Linked DNA regions of Sus scrofa: region 2 is linked to region 1. Evidence: chromatin contacts called from public Hi-C data. All regions are on one chromosome and are shown on one strand. The core of a region is the stretch at or near the end of the contact, and the rest is flanking DNA. Distances in the headings are between cores, read along the strand shown.

The links. Hi-C and Micro-C count contacts between places; a contact is called where the count stands out from the background.
Region 2: a Hi-C map of subcutaneous adipose tissue shows a contact between it and region 1, with 3 times the contacts expected there. The contact joins two enhancer-like sites. A contact is called at or near these places in 1 of 5 promoter capture datasets (liver), 18 of 47 Hi-C or Micro-C datasets (alveolar macrophages, blood, embryonic fibroblasts and 7 more) and 1 of 2 datasets of contacts at active chromatin or transcription factors (skeletal muscle).

What each region holds. Positions count from the first base shown.
Region 1 is chr8:30,790,822-30,793,521 of Sscrofa11.1, reverse strand. All of the region lies in intron 2 of SMIM14 (small integral membrane protein 14), which reads left to right. Among named protein-coding and RNA genes, the nearest start is that of UGDH, 33 kb to the right of the region's middle. Within about 2 kb of position 1,406, at least 13 of the 83 cell types and tissues checked have an H3K27ac peak or open chromatin away from gene starts, as enhancers often do. A contact at or near this core is called in subcutaneous adipose tissue, where this site is marked.
Region 2 is chr8:30,866,320-30,869,019 of Sscrofa11.1, reverse strand. No RefSeq gene overlaps it. Among named protein-coding and RNA genes, the nearest start is that of UBE2K, 20 kb to the left of the region's middle. Within about 2 kb of position 1,404, at least 4 of the 83 cell types and tissues checked have an H3K27ac peak or open chromatin away from gene starts, as enhancers often do. A contact at or near this core is called in subcutaneous adipose tissue, where this site is marked.

The DNA.
Region 1 (2,700 bases), core at 157-2,656:
CTTCCCAGATCCTTCTAACAAACATTTAGATACTATGTTATATGTTTTTTGCCCCAGTTTAATAATAGTATTTTCTGTGTTGCTCCAAAGCCATTTTGGTCATATGGTTAACTTTTGGTTTTTTATTTTAGTCAATAAAGGACATTTTAGTCAATGTCCTTCTTTCAAGTCTTAATACTTTTTATCAATAACATCTAGGCACTAGAAGAGTAGATAGTCCTTGTGTGATTACTGATACAATTGATTTTACCAGCTAGGAACTGTTGACCTTGAAAGTAAGAGAGTCACTGATTTTACCAGTAAAAATGGATTTATTTGGGAATAACAAAGAATTGTAGTTCAGGACAAGCAAGCCACAGCAAAAACCGTAGGCAATGGAGTTCCCGTCGTGGCGCAGTGGTTAACGAATCTGACTAGGAACCATGAGGTTGCGGGTTTGGTCCCTGCCCTTGCTCAGTGGGTTAACGATCCGGCGTTGCTGTGAGCTGTGGTGTAGGTTGCAGATGCGGCTCGGATCCCGCGTTGCTGTGGCTCTGGCGTAGGCTGGTGGCTACAGCTCCGACTTGACCCCTAGCCTGGGAACCTCCATATGCCGCGGGAGCGGCCCAAGAAATAGCAAAAAGACAAAAAAAAAAAAAAACAAAAACAAAACCGTAGGCAAGACCAACAAACAAAGAAAAAGGAGGAAGCTAGAGGGGTTGTTTTGAACAAAAGCCAATTGGAGAAAAGAGAGTTCAGGGTGATAATGTTTTCTCATTGGCTGAATTGCTGGGGTAGTCAAGTTCTTGCAGGAGATGCAGTGCACATTTTTTCCTGTTGGAGCCTGTAATTGATGGTGCTTCTCTTAGGTCTGTTAATTGACATCGAGTGGTATTGTGTAAGAGCTCCCCCTTCTGGCTTTCTGGTTTTCCTTTATTTTCACCAAAGTGAGGTTGTGTTTTATAGAAAAGATAAAGTAACTGTTGCCTGTCCTCATTGCACAAAATCCAAGCAGTGCTAAGGTAGAAAGGGAAAAGTAAATATCTCCCTATGTTCCCCAGCCTCTCATTGCCACTTTACTGATTATAAGCTATTCACAGTTTCTTTTATATTCCTATTATTATGGCTGTATAATAAATTACCCACAAAATTTGGTGGCATAAAACAACTTTTTAATTAAGTTGAAAGAACTGTGTGTCTGGAGTTTATACAGAGCACAGTGGAGATGACTTGTCTACTGTATAACGTCTGAGTTGTTAGCTGGAAGACTGAGAGGCTGGGAGCAGAAAGCATCTGGAGGCCTGCTCTCTCACTCTCGCAGTTGATGCTGGCTGGTGGTTGAAACCCCACCCAGCACTCTCAGCTCGAACACCTTCATATGGCCTTTCATGTGGCTGCTTCGCTTCCTCAGAGCACAGTGGCTTGGTTCCAAGGGCGAGGATCCATCCCAAGAGAGGATGAGTGAGGGACAGAACCAGATAGCAGCTGGATACTGTTTATGACTTGGCTAAGAAGTCGCTTGCAACATTTCTGCTGTATTTTGGTGGAAGCATTACTAAGCCTTGCTCAGCTTCAAGAGGAGGGGCAGTAGACCACCTTTTTAAAAAATTGAGATATAATTGACAAATAACATTAATTTCAGGTGTACAATTTATATATATATTGGGAAATGATCACCATAATAAGTCTAGGTAACACTTGTCACCATACAGTTAAAATTTTTTTCTAGTGATGAGACCTTTTAAGATCTACTCTCAGCAACTTTCAAATATGCAATATGGTATTAACTGTAGTCACTGTGCTGTACATTATGTCCTCACGACTTTAATAACTAGAAGTTTATACGTTTGACCTTCAACCTTTTCGCTTATTCCCCAACTCCCTGCCCCTAGCAACCACCAGTCTGTTCTCTGTATCTTTGAGCTTGATCTGTTGTTGTTTTAAATTCCACATATGAATGAGATCATATTTGTTTCTCTTAGCATAATTCCCTCAAAGTCTATCCAGGTTGTTGCAAAAGGCAATTTTTTTTTCTTTTTAAAAGCTGAATAATAATTCCATTGTATGTGTATACACACATGCAGCTACACACACACACACACACACACACACACACACACTATCTTTATCCATTTATCCATCAGCAGACATTTAGGTTATTTCTGTATCTTGGCTGTTGAAAATAATGCTGTACTGAATATGTATCTTCTCAAATTAGTGTTTTTGCTTTCAGGTAAGTACCTAGAAGTGAAATTGCTGGATCATACAACAGCTCTATTTGTAATTTTTTGAGGAACCTCCGTGTTGTTTGCTTAAGTGACTACACCAATTTACATTTCTCCCAACACTGCTCAAAGATTCCCTCCTCTCCACATCCTTGCCAACACTTATCTCTTGTCTTTTTTTTTTTTAATTCAAGCCAGTTAAAGCATAATTAAATTTATTGGACAGGGAGAAAGTATTTGGTAAATAAGCAAAATATTCGGGTTCCTGTTGCACCTCAGCGGAAACGAATCCCACGAGTATCCATGAAGATGCGGGTTTGATCCCCTTGCTCAGTGGGTTAAGGATCCTATGTTGCTGTGGCTGTAGTGCAGGCTGGCGGCAACAGCTCTGATTAGACCCCTAGCCTGGGAACCTCCATATGCCATGGGTGCAGCCCTAAAAAGACAAAAAAAAAAAATTATTGAGGTGTAGTTGATTTACAATGTTGTAATTTCT
Region 2 (2,700 bases), core at 155-2,654, 76 kb before region 1:
TAATGCCCTCAAGCAACCAGCTTTTGCAATTCTTTCTCTATGGCCTTCTTTTTAGTGGGCTTGGCAATATCATGAATCATATTTTTATTATCTGTCTCCTAACTAGTTGGTGACTGATGGCAGCTGGATGGGCTTTAAATGGAATACAATTTTCTAATTCTTTCATATGTTTGGTCTAAGTGCTATCATCATCTCAACATTAAATAAATGTTTTATGATTCTGGCTTTTAAATCTCTAAAATAGGGATAATAATTCCATTTATGTAATTATTACAAATGGTAGGAAAATTATAAAATTACTTTTACTTTTCAGATGAATTGAAATGGTGCATGTACAAATTGTTATTGCAAACACTAGAAGGCACTATTTCTCTACTGAGGCAGAAAATGACTATACCACAGATTTTTTTTTTTTTCTCCTATCTTAAATTCCTCCTCTTGCCCAATTCCCATTAAAAAACAAAAAAGTGCAGTATGCGAAACTTCAAATTATACATTTCTATGATGTACTAAGCAGGGTAAAGAAAAGGGAAGAGGAGGACTATTGATATAAGGGACAAAACAAAAATAAAAATAAATCCAGTAAAAAGAAGGCAAACAAAAAAGCCTTCAAAAGGTGATAAAGGAGAAGAAAGATAATGAGAAGAAAATGAGGTCAAAGCAAGTTTCTTTTTTTTTCTTTGTGCTCATAGGATTCCTTTATTATCCTTTTTAAAAAAATTTTATTATACTAGATTTACAATGTTCTGTCAATTTCTGCTGTACAGCAAAGTATATACATATGTACACACACACTTTCTTTTTCTCCTATTCCATCATGTTCCATCACACATGGTTGGATATACTTCCCTGTGCTATGCAGCAGGATCTCATTGCTTATCTGCTCCAAATGCAATAGTTTGCATCTACTTGCCCCAAACTCTCAGTCCATCCCATTCCCTCCCCCTCCGCCTTAGAACAAATCTCTTCTCCAAGTCCATGGATTTGTTTCAAAGCAAGTTTCTTTTATCCAGCGTAATATATGGGAGTTATTTTCCATGTCATAGCTCTTTGTCATGTTATACCCAAAAATGTTAATTTATAATTAATCAATGGATCTCTACTAGGTGTGCAATCTTCTCACCCAAGGAATTACTGTGGAAATGCAATTTTTTTTTAAATTTTTTGATAACCTTAACCCACCGATCGAGGCTAGGGATTGAACCGGCGTTCTAATGTATACCAGTCAGGGTTGTTAACCACTGTGCCACGACAGGAACTCTTCTTCTTCACCTTTTAATTCTTGACAGTTAAAGGAATCCAGGAGACAGCACAGAGCTGTCTGGATGCTCAGGATATGATCTAGGTTTAAAGAGGGATCTTGGGAGTTCTCTTGTGGCGCAACAGTTAAGGATCCAGCATTGTCACTTTAGTGGCTTGGCTCACTTCTGTGGTATGGGTTACATTCCTGGCCTGGGGAATTTCTACATGCCTTGGCCTGGCCAAAAAATAGAAAAATAAAGGAGAATCTTGAAGTTGGCTTCTGCTAGTCTTTCTTTCTTTCTTTTTCTTTTCTTTTCTTTTTTTTTTTTTTAATGGCCACACCTGTGGCATATGGAAGTTCCTGGGCCAGGGATTGAATCTGAGCTGCAGGTGCAACCTACATTGCAGGTGGCGGCACCACCAGATCCTTTAACCCCTCCTGTGCCAGGCCAGGGTAGAATGCACACTTTCACAACAACCCGAGCCACTACAGTCGAATTCTTAACTCACTGCTCCACATGTTTGGGAACTCTTCTATTAGTCTATTTTTGAAATCAATGTAGAAAAAGAAACAGGAATTGTAAATTACAGATTTGTCTGAATCAAATATTTTACAAGTAAAGTTCCCTGGTGGCTCAGTGGGTTAAGGATCCAGCATTGTTGCTGCTGTGGCTCTGGTTACTTCTGTATCGTGGGTTGTACCCCTGACCCAGGAGCTTCCGCATGCCATGGACACGGCCAAAAAAATGAAAACCAAAACAAAACAAAATCCAAAAACCTACCACTGAAAACCAGGGCATAATCAATGTAAAGGAGATAAAGTCCATTGGAATGAATCCAGCAGGCCACTGGAAAGGTGATTCCAGAGGACAAAGTGATACAGCTTTGGGAGTCATTGGCATTGACGTTAATTTGAAGACCCACATTTAGGGTGACAGTGTCGAATGAGAAGAACAAAAAAAAACATCGAGAAGCAATTACATTAAAGGATCAGGAGTTCCCATTGTGGCTCAGTGGAAACCAATCTGACTAGTATCCATGAGGACGGAGGTTTGATCCTTGGCCTTGCTCAGTGGGTTAAGGATCCAGTATTTCCACGAGCTGTGGTGTAGGTCACAGGCGATGTTTGGATCTGACGTTGCTGTGCATGTGGCGCAATCATCGGCTACAGCTCTTCAGCCCCCAGCCTGGAAACCTCCACAGGCCATTGGTGCAGCCCTAAAAAAAAAAAAGACCAAAAAAAAATTTTTTTTAATGCTGAGTGATGGGAACCAGAAAAAAAAAGGTGAGGAGTTGTTAGAGAGGCAGCTATTTGCGGAACTAGGGTGGTAAAAGCTTCTCTGTAGCCATAGGAGAAGCAAAGGAGTTTATTTTTCTTTCTTTTTTTTTCTTTTTATGGCTAAGGGTCAAGTTAGAACTACGGGTAAGGCCTACGCCACAGCCAGGGCAACACCAGAT